Linked DNA regions of Mus musculus: region 2 is linked to region 1. Evidence: chromatin contacts called from public Hi-C data. All regions are on one chromosome and are shown on one strand. The core of a region is the stretch at or near the end of the contact, and the rest is flanking DNA. Distances in the headings are between cores, read along the strand shown. Region 1 has its middle 22 kb from the start of n-TGccc3. Region 2 holds the start of Rngtt (RNA guanylyltransferase and 5'-phosphatase).

Evidence for each region. A called contact is a pair of places that touch in the nucleus more often than the background predicts.
Region 2: a contact with region 1 is called in a Hi-C map of B cells, with 7 read pairs. The contact joins the promoter of Rngtt here to the enhancer-like site in region 1. A contact is called at or near these places in 4 of 39 promoter capture datasets (hippocampal neurons, liver and stem cell-derived epiblast-like cells), 1 of 484 Hi-C or Micro-C datasets (B cells), 1 of 115 datasets of contacts at active chromatin or transcription factors (large pre-B cells) and 1 of 9 other capture datasets (liver).

The regions. Positions count from the first base shown.
Region 1 is chr4:32,248,824-32,254,859 of GRCm38.p6, forward strand. It overlaps a transcript of Bach2 not described here. Among named protein-coding and RNA genes, the nearest start is that of n-TGccc3, 22 kb to the left of the region's middle. Within about 2 kb of position 1,603, at least 343 of the 459 cell types and tissues checked have an H3K27ac peak or open chromatin away from gene starts, as enhancers often do. A contact at or near this core is called in B cells, hippocampal neurons and stem cell-derived epiblast-like cells, where this site is marked.
Region 2 is chr4:33,305,133-33,311,584 of GRCm38.p6, forward strand. Rngtt (RNA guanylyltransferase and 5'-phosphatase) reads left to right here and starts at 5,179. Exons shown (of 16, transcript NM_011884.3): 1 at 5,179-5,392. The coding sequence starts at 5,329.

The sequences.
Region 1 (6,036 bases), core at 353-2,852:
TTGTGCGGAAGTCTCGTAGTAGACTTGGTCCTTCATTCTCTGCTAATTAGACATTTTCCCAGACTCGGTTGGTTGGGGGTGGGGCTGGGGGCTGTCTTCATTCTTCTTGGAGCCGTTGTTGCAGTAGTATTTCCCACTTGTAAGTTATACAACCTCCAGTGCACACTTTTAAGCTGGAGTGGTCTGTGGTCTGTCCTGAGATGCCCCCTGATGGGCACATTGCACTTGGCTTTGAGGAAATGCGTTCTGAGTTCCAGACCTTCCACGTGGACTTTGGGATTCTGTGTTAAATGAGAGAGCAGAACTGAAGGCACGTGGGTCAGAGTCTGGCATGAGATGGTCCTGTACAAGCCGCCAATGGGGCCTGAGTTCGTGTCTGAGTTTCAGTCTCCCTCATTCAACACTTCAATTCCCACATATGTTAAACACCTCCTATGTGGCTTTGAATGCAAGTCTCTTCCGAAAAACAGGAACTGTGCTTCGGTTACCGGTTCTTGTGGTCGATAGGGCAGCTATTTTGATTTGTCAGAGGAGAGGAAAAGCAGTTAAATCTAGTTAAAATTAAAGCCAGTTAAAATTAACTGGCTCAGGAGATTTGAATGCAGCTGTTCCACACATTGAAACACGGAGAGTGAGTTGTTTTTTTTTTAAATTTTTTTATTACCACTCCTGATTATTACTGGTCATTACTTATTTTTGAGCCAGGGTGTAGATTATCTGCATGTTTTGTTCTAACAGAGGAAAGTAATAAGTGGGCGGCGGTGGTGTGTGTGTGTGTCTGTGTCTCTGTGTGTGTGTGTCTCTGTGTGTGTGTGTCTGTGTGTGTGTGTGTCTGTGTATGTGTGTCTGTGTGTGTGTGTGTCTGTGTGTGTGTGTCTGTGTGTGTGTGTGTGTGTCTGTGTGTGTGTGTCTGTGTCTCTGTATCTGTGTGTGTGTCTCTGTGTCTGTGTGTGTGTGTGTGTCTGTGTGTGTGTGTGCGCGCGCACGCGCGTGCGCGTGCATGCGTGCAGAGATTCTTGTGTGTCCCGGTTTTGTTGCACCCTGCATTGTACATGCCACAGTGCTGCGCAGTCAGCAGTCCCCTTGCTGACTCATGTGCCGGGGCTGTGGGGCTCCCTTGGCTGCTCTGCCTGCGGTGCTTAGGACCAGCATGGCCTGGGGAGGGTGGGAGGTCGGCTGTCATTGGGTCTGTGATCACTGTGAACTGGCTGGGTTCTTCTTCCCTCTGTCTCCCCAGCACAGCCTCTGGCTGGTAGGAAAAGCAGGCACATGTCTGCCTCTACAGGGACAGCATAGGGCACAACCTCATTTCTGGAAGAATTGGCTTTCACTTTATTGTTTTGGGAATCTTCAAACCCAGACAAATGGGTAAGGAGAGATTCTGCTGTTAACGACTTAGCACCCCCTCAAGGACTTTTTAAAACTTGAAGTGGACTTCCTTGGCATTACAGACACTTGGCCCATTTCTCCCTCTGTGGGCAGCAGAAACAGGAGGCAGGGCCAGTAAGGGGGTGTGACTAGCAAGTGAAGTCGTCCCCTGGTGACCACAGCCTTTGTTTATATCTGTTGCTGGCTATTGATGTGAAAACAAAAACAAAGCGCCTAGCCTGGGGTCAGGAAGATGCTGTCACCTGACTTAGCTGACTCCCTCTGCCTGTTTTGTTTACATAGCTCCGGTTTGGGTTTTTCGTCAGAAAGTGTGAAATGCTGTTTTTTCTGAGGTCGCTACATAAACTTCCTTTTGTGGACGGGAGTTGATCAGATCATCCTAGACTCCCAGACGATGATGCAAAGCTGCTGAGCTGGCGCAGGGAAAGCTGAGCAGGGGCTGAGACAGAGCCTCTTGCTAGCCTGGAGAAGCTTTCTCCAGGAAAGGAGGGCTCTCTGACCAGTAATAAAGAGAAAGCCACAGTGACTGTAGCATATGCTGACGGACGGTCTTGGTTTCTGTCGATAAGGGGTGACTCATCAGTGTCAATAGAATTGTGACTTCTAATAATAACACAGCGTGAGCCCTTCAAAACATGCGGTTTTAGCCCCTGCTCTCAGTGAAAGGTTGGAAAATGTTAGTTTGAGCTTTTTCCCCCCTGACCTCTTTATGTCACCAGAGTATGAAATCGTGTTTTTGTAGGTGTGATGGTGACCCCATTGTTTTTTCGTCTTACTGTTTTTAGTTTCGCTCTGACTAAGAAAGCAAAGTGGATTATTTCATCGCTCAGAAATCTGTGCACTAAGCGTTGCCTCCAGGGCTGTGTTTTGAGGGAAGTGTGGCTGAAAAGCAGATCCTCCCAGAATGCAGAAAGGAAAAAACTGAACAGACCACAGGCCACCGGGAGCTGGGCGCCTCCTACACAGTCTATTGTGAAGGGCTGTGGGCTTGCTGAGTAGCCCGATTGCCCTGTGAGTCATGGCCAAAGGATTCCAACAAGGGGGTTCACAGAAGAGAGTCAGCCCCGACAGAGAGGAAGCGAGCTGCCTGTGTCCATGGCCAGGGCTGCCGCTGTCCTGAGCACCAGCTTGCTCCAGTCTACATGTGGAGCCTTGCCTGTTCTCTGGCTAGTTTGGTTGGCTTTTGCTGCAGGCCATTCTGTCAGTGCTTTGCCACAAAGACTCTGAAGTTAGAACAAGGGACTCTCCAGGTTCAGGAGGAGCCTGCCTGCTCACATACCTGCGCTCTTAGCTTTCTAACCATTGCTCCCTCTTAATGTGTAGACCACCCTTTGTCCTGAGCTGCTGGGCAGGCCTTATACCTTCTCTGCCTGGTCAGGGAAGTGAATCCTTCACAGAGCACTCACAGGAGGAAAGAGGGTGGGAGGAAGGGAGGGAGGGTGGGAGGAAGGGAGGGAGGGAGGGAGGGAGGGAGAGAGAGAGAGAGAGAGAGAGAGAGAGAGAGAGAAATACAGCATTCAGTAGTATTTGAATGAGAGATGAATGAATGAATGAATGAATGAATAAATACAACACTCACAGTAGGATTTTATTTATAAGTAAGTAAATGTGTGTGTGTGGATGTGTGCAGGTGAGGTGGGTGGGTGCTGCTGAGAACTGCCCCCTAGGGTACCTGCTTTTAACCTCTGAGCCTCTTGCCAGCTTCTCACAGAAGGTTTTTTGTTTGTTTTCTTTTGTGTTTTCTGGGTTTTTTTTTGTTTTAATTAAATGAAGTTTTACGTCAGTCTTGCCTCTTGGAAACTTCTTTTACAATGGATCTTTTGTCTTACGCTGACCTGTTGGTACTTTGGGGTTTGATGGGATGCCTCTCTGGTCCTCTCTGCATCTTTTATTCCTGGTGCTTTTCTATGTTGCGCTAGCTAACATGGCCACCGAGGAGAAGAGGGAGGGAGTGAATTGGCTCCTTGGGCCTCACTCTGAACTCCACCTGCTGTGTTTTTCTGCCCACAGAAAAAGCACAGACGCCTCGGCAAGATATTTAAAGCTCTTAAAACCTGTTCCTGCCCTGAGACTACAGGTGCATTTCTGCTTCACACTGGTTCCCAAATTGTGAGTTATATTTTGGTTCTGAAGTTTTTCAAGTTTATTCTAAAACTACCTTTTGAATGAACGTCTGCATTACAGGCCCGCTCTTCTCCCACGGTTCTGTTAAGAACTCGGTGTAAATGGCAGGCTACCTAGAGACAGGCTGTGGTTGATGTTGACGATGCTGTGTCTGTTTCACGACAGCCGTGTGTGCCCAGGGGCCCGAGTGAGCAGTAGAGATCAGTGTGGTGTGAGCTGCACAGAGAGAGAGGATGGCAAGGACTGAGCTGCACAGAGAGAGGGGACAGCAAGGACTGGAGGGAAGGAACGCTCTGAAGAGTGGAGCTGGATCTGGAGTGTCCTCAAGATGGTGTGGGGTTCGCTGAAGGGGACTTCATTCCTGTTGGCCGCTATGCCTACAGCTTCGGGTTCTATTCTGCGTTGGCTGTTAGCAGCAGCATCCCCTCCCCTCCTTAAGGAAAGGACTCGTTCTGTAGCTCTGGCTTGCTTGAAACTCGCTATGCACACTAACTTGGTCTAGAAGGCACAGAGATCTTCCTGCTTCTGCCTCCTGAGTAGTGGATTGAAGGCATGGACCACCATGCCCAGCAAGAGTCTTTTTCTTGACTGTCCACAAATTAGACCTCCTTAAAATTCATTGCTTAGAAAGATATGGAGGATTCTAATTGTAGACCTAGGCAATTCTTTTTTCTTTTTAATTTTAATTTTTTTAAATTTTATTTTGTGATTTTTCAAAACAGGGTTGCTCTGTGTAGCCATGGCTGTTCTGGACCTGGCTCTGTAGACCAGGCTGGCTTCAAACCCAGATATCTATGTACCTTTGCTTCCCTAGTGCTGGGATTAAAGGTGTGCACCACCACTGCCTGCCTGGTAATTCTAATAATAATAATAATAATAATAATAATAATAATAATAATAAAGACATACAAGGAGCCTTTCAGCATTATTATTTGCAAAAAAAGCTGAATGCTCACTAGTGACAACACAAAGAATGAGAAAACAAACCCAAAATAGTAGTTAATATTGGTGGCCTGTATATTGGATGGGCCTAGCATATGTAAAAAGCAAACACATGAATCAATAAGAAAAACACAGATAATCCAATATCATTTCACAAAATAGGAAACCTAAATGACTAACAAATGCCATAAGAGATTGAGGCCTTATTGACAGTCAAGCACATGAAAATTAAAGACATATCATTACATGTTGTCTGGATTGGCAGACACTTAAAAATCAGATATTACTATGTGTTGGTCTTGAATGTGGCTGGTAGGAGTATAACTTGGCACAATTATGCTGGAGAAGTTTATAGTCTAATCAAGTTCAACAGGCAAATCACTTACAACTCAGCATTCTCACTGTAAATGGATAGGCAAAAAACACTCTTACTGTGCCTCAGGAAGCATTGACGGGGCTTGTTGAGTACACCACCTCCCGAATGCTAAGGTTAGACTTAAGGTTGATACGTTTTGCTCTGTCTGTGTATTGGATACTGTGTGGAGAGGGAGAGCTAATGGATCTGGGAGGGTGTGGAGAACAGCATTGCCCTGTGGAAGCACCAAGGGCCCTTAAGCTCCATCTGTAGGTCAGGAAAATGGCAGCCCCTAGGCTGGAGGGATGATGGAACAGTTTGTTCTGTGCTGAGGAGGCCTGTACTAAGGTCTCCGTGTTTACTGAACCCAATAGAGTGCATGGGTGGGTGAATCTCAGGAACACACTGTTGAGTGAAAAGAATAAGGAAGAGAATAATACAAAGGATAAGTTTATCCATGGAGAGGTCAGCAGCATGGGAGACTTAACACATCACTTACAGATACATACAGTGACACACTGTAAAGGGAATCAATACTGTCACCAGTACACCCAAACACATACACACAAACTCATACACTGACACACACTCATAGATACACTCACACACATTCATACATACACGCATTCATTCACATACTCTCAGATACACATGCTCAAACACACAGTCACATACGCTCATAAACACACACTCTCAGACACACACAGTCAAACACAAATTCACACACACACAAGCATGCCAGAGGTGATAGAAGACTAGGATGCAGAGAGGTCTTATCAAGGATGTTATTTTTTTTTAATGTGTCTATTTTTGTATATGTGTAACTTTTTGGATAACAAAATTTTTGAAGTATTTGTGCATTGCCATTTTCTGGAATTAGTTCAGGGCTGGTCTGTCATTTAGAACTTATACAAGACAATTGCCGGATCCTGAGGAGCAAGATGACATCAGCGGAGATAGCTGGAACTCTTACGTCTGGGTTATGGAAATCGATTCAAGTACAGATTAGCGACATTCCTATGCATTCTCCCAGAGCCTCGGAGAGTATCAGTGGAGCCTGGCTTTTACTTACGGTGACATCCCTTAAGTGTTCCCAGCTCCAGCTCCCCTCCATCAGTGTTACCTGGTGCTCTCACACATGCTGCCTCCATGGTGACCACATCTTTGTTAGCACCGGAGAGACAATGTGTCTAGGATCCCTACTAACTCTTAATGCTTTTATTTAT
Region 2 (6,452 bases), core at 3,929-6,428, 1.1 Mb after region 1:
TAACTAAACTAGCATCTAATATGACCATGAGTTTGACTGACTAATAATCTAATAATATCTAATAATTTGTAACTTGCATTTTTGCATTTTTATCTTCCCTAACAGTTTTCAATAGCAGCTTTTAAAAGGACTAGAACTTTATATTGCATCTCTAAAAATTTTATAAGTACAATATCTCAAATAAACATTAATAACATATATATATATATATATATATTATGTGTATCAAAAATAACCTTAAATTTGTATCAATATACAATAACCTATGCCAATGTATCAAAAATAACCTTGTTTTTGTATCAATATACAAAAATCTGTACCAATTTAACAAAATATAACCTCAATTGTGTATCAAATATAAAAATCTTTACCAATGTAAGATCATGGTTATAAAATGTTTTTCTAGTTTAAGAATAGATTCAATAATCTACCCTCATTTGTCTAATTTTTAAATAATATTTTATAATATTTCTATATCCCCCATTTTTGTTTTTAACCCTCTTCCCCTTATCTAAGAAAGATAGAAAATAGGAAAGAGATGAGAGAAGAAATCCCTGAAACTAATGTCCCTATTTTGTCTCCTCCCTGTCCATGCTTTGCTTTCCTGGAACTTGCTCTGTAGTCTGATGGCTATGCAGGCCTAGACAGTACAGCTGAGCTGTCTGTGGTGGATAGGATGCAAGTGAGCAGGCTCTGTAGGAGTGGGCTCAGAAGAAATGGTCCTGCTACGTGTCTGCTGTGAGGTGGAGTGGGTACAGGGGGATTACCCTCTCTGCCTCGTCCCTCACCACTTGTAGTAGTTGGGAGAGCTGCCCCCATCCCTTGCCAGCTGACCCACTTGGGAGAGTGGGCTCTGAATCTTGCCTGTGCGATATAGTGTTGCTGGCCCTGATGGTGAAGGCATGGGTGAGTCAGCACCATTGTGTGAGAATAGGAGAACTGGTCCAACCCCTCATTAGGTGCAGCTCTTGGGAGAGTGGCAAGGACCAGCCTCAGCTTGGAGAGGGGTCCCTGAGGAAGAGGTGTTTGGGAGCAGTGGAAGAAAGGGCTGGAAGTCAGTGATGGGGTACAAGCTGCCAGCTCTGTGTTCTGCTGGAGACAGCTTTCTTTTTTCTTTTGTTTTTTTGAGAAATGAGTGTGGAAGAGCTAACCTTGCCTTCTGCTGATGGTGGCACGGGTGGCCTAGCTGAAACAGTGCTGGAGAGCTTGCCCTGGTGGTGTGGATAAGGGCTCTCTGGTGGGGTGATCAGCTCTGTTGCAGTTCCAGATCCAGGGCTTTGAGTTGGCCCACCCCCAAATCTACACCATCTGTGAATTGTTGGGGCACATGAAAGGTCCAGTCTTTTGGATCTAAAACTGCAGGATTTCCATGACATAGGACAACAATAGAATAGTCAGGAAGAGAAAGCAGTATTGTCAGTGTCACAGAAGCCAGAAACCTCAAACTAGACCAACGACTCACTGCAGTGAACATTTACAAGTGAAGATGTGTGGACAGAAGGATGTACTGTGGGACACACTGTGACACACTACAGCTTCCACGATGAGCTGTTTTCTATGCTTTGTGTTATTTATTTTGCTGTGTGTTTTCTCTTTTGGCTGGAGGTTCCAAGGGTGGAGGGTAGATTTGAGGGGACGGGGTCCATGATGTGAAATGATAAATCAGTAAAATGTTTTAAAAACCCCAAATTTATTTGGAGACAGAGTCTCACTATGGAGTCCTGGCTAGTCTGGAACGCTATATGTAGACCAGGCTGCCCCCAAACTTAAGAGCGCTGTTTGTCTCTGTTTCCTAAGTCTAGGATTGAAGATGTGAATCTTTACACAGATAATTTTTTTAAAAAAAAAAAAACAAAAAGATTTGTTTAAATATGTCTGTATGAGTGCCTGGATTTAGACATGTTAGTACCATGGCAGAAGTATGGAAGCCAGATGATAAGTTTTGGAGTTAGTTCTCCACTTCTGTCAGACTTGAGTGGCAAGTAGTTTTGCCAGAGGAACCATTGTTCCAGAGGAACTACAGCTCCTTGTGCAGTTCAAAGAGAGAATTTGTGCTTGTGAAGTCAGGCTGTTATATTATAGCCAACTTGCCACTGAGAGGTGCCTACTGGTCTTATAAACTTGATATCACCTAGAGTCACTTGAGAAGGGCCCTCAAGGGGAGACTGTTTAGATTCGGTTAGCCTAGAGGCAGGGCTGTGACGGTTTTTCTCAGTCTGGTTAACTGTGGTAGAAAGACCTACTCTGAATACAGGTGGCGCCATTTCATGGATGGTCCTCAACTGAATAAAAAGAACATAGTGAGCTGAACACAACCACGCAGGAACTGATTGAAGGAACTGACTGAAGGAAGCTTAGGGCAGAGAAAACAAACAAAGTAGGCAATCTGTAAGCAGTGGTAGATTCTGGGAAGAGGGGGCCGGAGATCAGCAAGACAGAGAAGGCCCGCGGCATTACGGTTAGGCTGCAGACGCTGGCAAGCAACTTCTCGGATCCTGGGATGTTGTGTGACAGACATTTGCTGGGGAGACACAACACATATATTTCCTACCCTCCAAAGGGAGCCCACGACAGAGTCATGGGTACACTTGTTTCCAACTTGGTGAACCAATGAGGTTTTAGTGAGGTCACTTACAGGAGTGTGAGTCAGCGGTTAGTGACGAGGAGCAGGGGTAACTCAAAACGCAAGGTTAGAAAGCCTAGTCCAATGTGGGTGACGATTCAGAAAATCTACAACCCCGGCGCTTTCTACCGAGCTCATACGCAACTCTATCATTGACTATCTTTTCTCATCCTATCTTCCCGCAGTGTGGGTAGCAGCCCTCAGGTGTCTTCCAATTTCCTGTTTTCAGATAACTGTTCACCTCCTGAGGCTCAAAGGTCTCACACTTTGTGTGAGTCTTTCAACTTGGAGGGAATGTTTCAATTCTGAAGAACCTGTCACATGACCGGGGCTTTACAGAGAGAATGAGATTGTCTGTAATGTCAGGGTAAGCAAGCATGGGTACGATTTCGATTTTGACCAATATTAGAAAAAAAAAAAGGCAATCAGAAGGAAAGAAAAGTTATGCTTTTTTAAAATTAAGAAACAGGCAGAAAGCAGAGAGAATTAGTGAAAATCTTTAAGTAACTCTATTACGGGGGGGGGGGGGGAGGACTTTGGGTATGTAAATACAGTATCTCATTAGGGGGAGAATAAGCAGAAATTATTCCTTCCAACTCCTCAGCAGGCCTGCCTAGGCAAACTAGCAGCTCTCCTGGTCAGATGATTGACACTCTAAAGGGTGGGATCAATAGTAAAAAAAAAAAAAAAAGCTGTAAATTTAGTCAGATTGTGCCTCCCTTCACCTAAGGCCAGAGGTAGGATTTAGATTTATTCTTTTGAGCCTTCGTTTGATTACTTTTGTTGTCACTGTAAATCAAACCCTGGTTGAAAGCTCCTTCGGGAGGAAAGGATTTCTTTGGCCTTTTGGTCCATCAAGAAAGGAAGCAAGGGCAGGAGCCTGAAGGCAGGAACTCTGGAGAAACTCAGGCTGACATCCCTGGCTTGCTCAGCTAGCTTCCCTATACAGCCTTGCCAGTTGATTTTGGTGTTCAACCTCCTGGTTGCAAGTCCCTAGAAAACCTCTATCTTCAAAAATTAAAAAATTTTTACATTACAATTCATAACAGTAGCAAAATTAAGTTATGAAGTGGCAACAAAAATAATTTTATGGCTGGGGCCCCATATCATGAGGAGCTGTATTAAAAGGGTCTCGGCATTAGGAAGGTTGAGAACCACTAACCCATCGGATCAGGAATGGCTTGGCTCTCTGCCATTGATTAGTGTCATAGTTTGGGGTTCCATTGCTGTGAAGTCACACCATGACCAGGACAACATTTAATTGTAGCTGACTTACAGGTTCAGATGTTCAGTCCATTATCATAAAGGCATGAAACATGGCAGTATCCAGGCAAACATGGTGCTGGAGAAAGCTGAGAGTTCTATGTCTTGATCCAACTGCGGCTAGGAGGAGACTGTCTCTGCCAGACTTGATCATGTGCGAGCGTGCGTGCGTGCGCGCACGCGTGCACACACACACACACACACACACACACGCACGCACACACACAGAGACCTCAAAGCCCACCCCACAGTGACACACTTCCTCTAACAAGGCTACACCTCCTCCAATAAGGCCATACTTAACAGTGCCCCTTCCCATGGGCAAAGCACAGTCAAACCACCACAATTAGCAATCAAGAAAATGCCCAATAGACAGGGCCACAGGTCAATTAGGTCCTCAATCGAGGTTTCCTCTTCTCAGGCATGTCAAGTTGATGACTGAAGGGATTATAAGGAAGAACCAGCTTGCTCCTAGTGGCCCACAACCAAGCTTATAGCTACAGCTTTTCATATGGTGTTTTAAATCTCAAGAATGGGCGAAGCCGGGTGTGGTGGCGCAAGCCTTTGATCCCAGCACTCGGGAGGCAGAGGCAGGTGGATTTCTGAGTTCGAGGCCAGCCTGGTCTACAAAGTGAGTTCCAGGACAGCCAGGACTATACAGAGAAACCTTGTCTCGAAAAACCAAAAAAAAAAAAAAAAAAAAAAAAAAAAAAAAGGTGAAAACCAGCAATAAACAAAACAAACAAACACCACATCAAAACCATCTGCTCCAGAAATGATAGTCTTAAGGCTTCTGGAACTAATTTTTGATGTTTTATGGGTCGTCGGAAGCACGTCCCCTACACTTCGCCAAAAAAAGAAAACTCATTTATAATAACCTAGACTCTGGTTTTCCGGACTTTTTGATGCAGGTAAAGGGAGGATTCTCAAATGACCCAGATCCAGCAGAGACATCAAATTTGAGCTATGATTAACGGAAAAGCACTTTTTCACCTGTGAAATACCCTTCTGAATGTAGCAGGTCAGTCCACAGGTGGAAAGAAGCTTGGATTCCTTCTACTTTGGGGGTTTCTCCGGTTTAGATGGAAAAAAAGAGACACCAGTCATTAGAGTACTCACAAAGGCAAAACAGGGGCGGGGCGTGGCAGAGGCCGGCGCCCTGAGATACAGGGGCGGGGCTGAAGGGGGCGGGCCAGGTGGAACCGCCTATCTAGTTCTCAGCAGCTTCCCCTCCCTCACTTGGGCGGGGCTTCCATTTCGCCTGACCTCGGAAGAAAGGGGGCGGGCCCTTTGGGGCGGAAGTCGCAGTGCATTGTGGGTTCGCCGGGAGCCGCGGAGTCGAACCTGAATGAAAGTGGCGCGCCGCTGAGGACCCGGGTAGAGCTGCTGCCGTTGGGGTCCGGGCTGGTTTGCTGTGGAGCTATCGGCGAGGCGGCACAGACATGGCTTACAACAAGATCCCGCCGCGGTGGCTGAACTGTCCGCGGCGCGGTCAGCCGGTGGCAGGTACCCGGGAGGGGGCTGCGGGAGGGTTCGAATCTCACTGCGCCGGCCGGGCCTGGGGGACCGCGCGCTTGGTGGTCGCCAGTCGGGACTCCCGCAAGGCGGAGGAGTGAGGACCGGAGGTGGACCAGACGCTTCTAGAGCTTAAAGTTTGTGAACCTCTTTGTGATATTTTGGAGACTGGGTCTCGCTGTCTTGGCGAGACTTGTTTTCGGAAAGAGAGTAGCTGGGTGTGAGCCTGGAAATTGAAGGAAAGCTTAAAGAGACGCGAGGCTGGATAGCGGGGGACTTTTGGTTTTGTTATTAAAAATTGACTTTTTGCGGAATGTTGCCATCTTGAGTTTGACGTATAGTGGACTCATCCCCGAACTTGCGAGCTGGGATTATAGGCTCGGGTCACTGCTTGGCTAAAAGAACAGTGACTTCAAAGTGTACAGTTTGATAGTTTTGGACCACACACATGTATTCCAGGGAATACACATGAAATAACGGAGGCACAGTTCTCTGAATCCGTGGAGACATCGCACATGGTAACTTTAAAGGACCAGGCTCCACAGTTACCAGCAACCGGGTTAGATAGCAATTAGGAACTTTGTCTGCTGGACCTAGAAGCCAAAAACATTTTTGTGATTAAAATTGAGGAAGGAATACAAGTTCTGTTTTCACAGGATTTACTCAGCTATAGAGTAATTATCGGGCAGGTGTTTGCAAAGATCTGCTAAGTCTCCTTATCGGAGTTATGAGACATAAGCGTTTCCTTTCTCTCTTTTTAGCTATCTGAACACCAGGCAAAATACAGTGAGCTGTGGCTCCCTATTGAGGAGCTAGCTGGTACCCACACTCTCTTAGAAGCCCACACCCTTGCTTTCTGGTTGTCTTTATTCTGAGTGACTCTCTTTTTCTTTTCTTTCTTTCTTTTTTCTTTTTTTTTTTTTTGTTTTGTTTTGTATTTTTTCGACACAGGGTTTCTCTGTATAGCCCTGGCTGTCCTGGAGCTCACTTTGTAGACCAGGCTGGCCTCGAACTCAGAAATCCGCCTGCCTCTGCCTACCGAGTGCTGGGA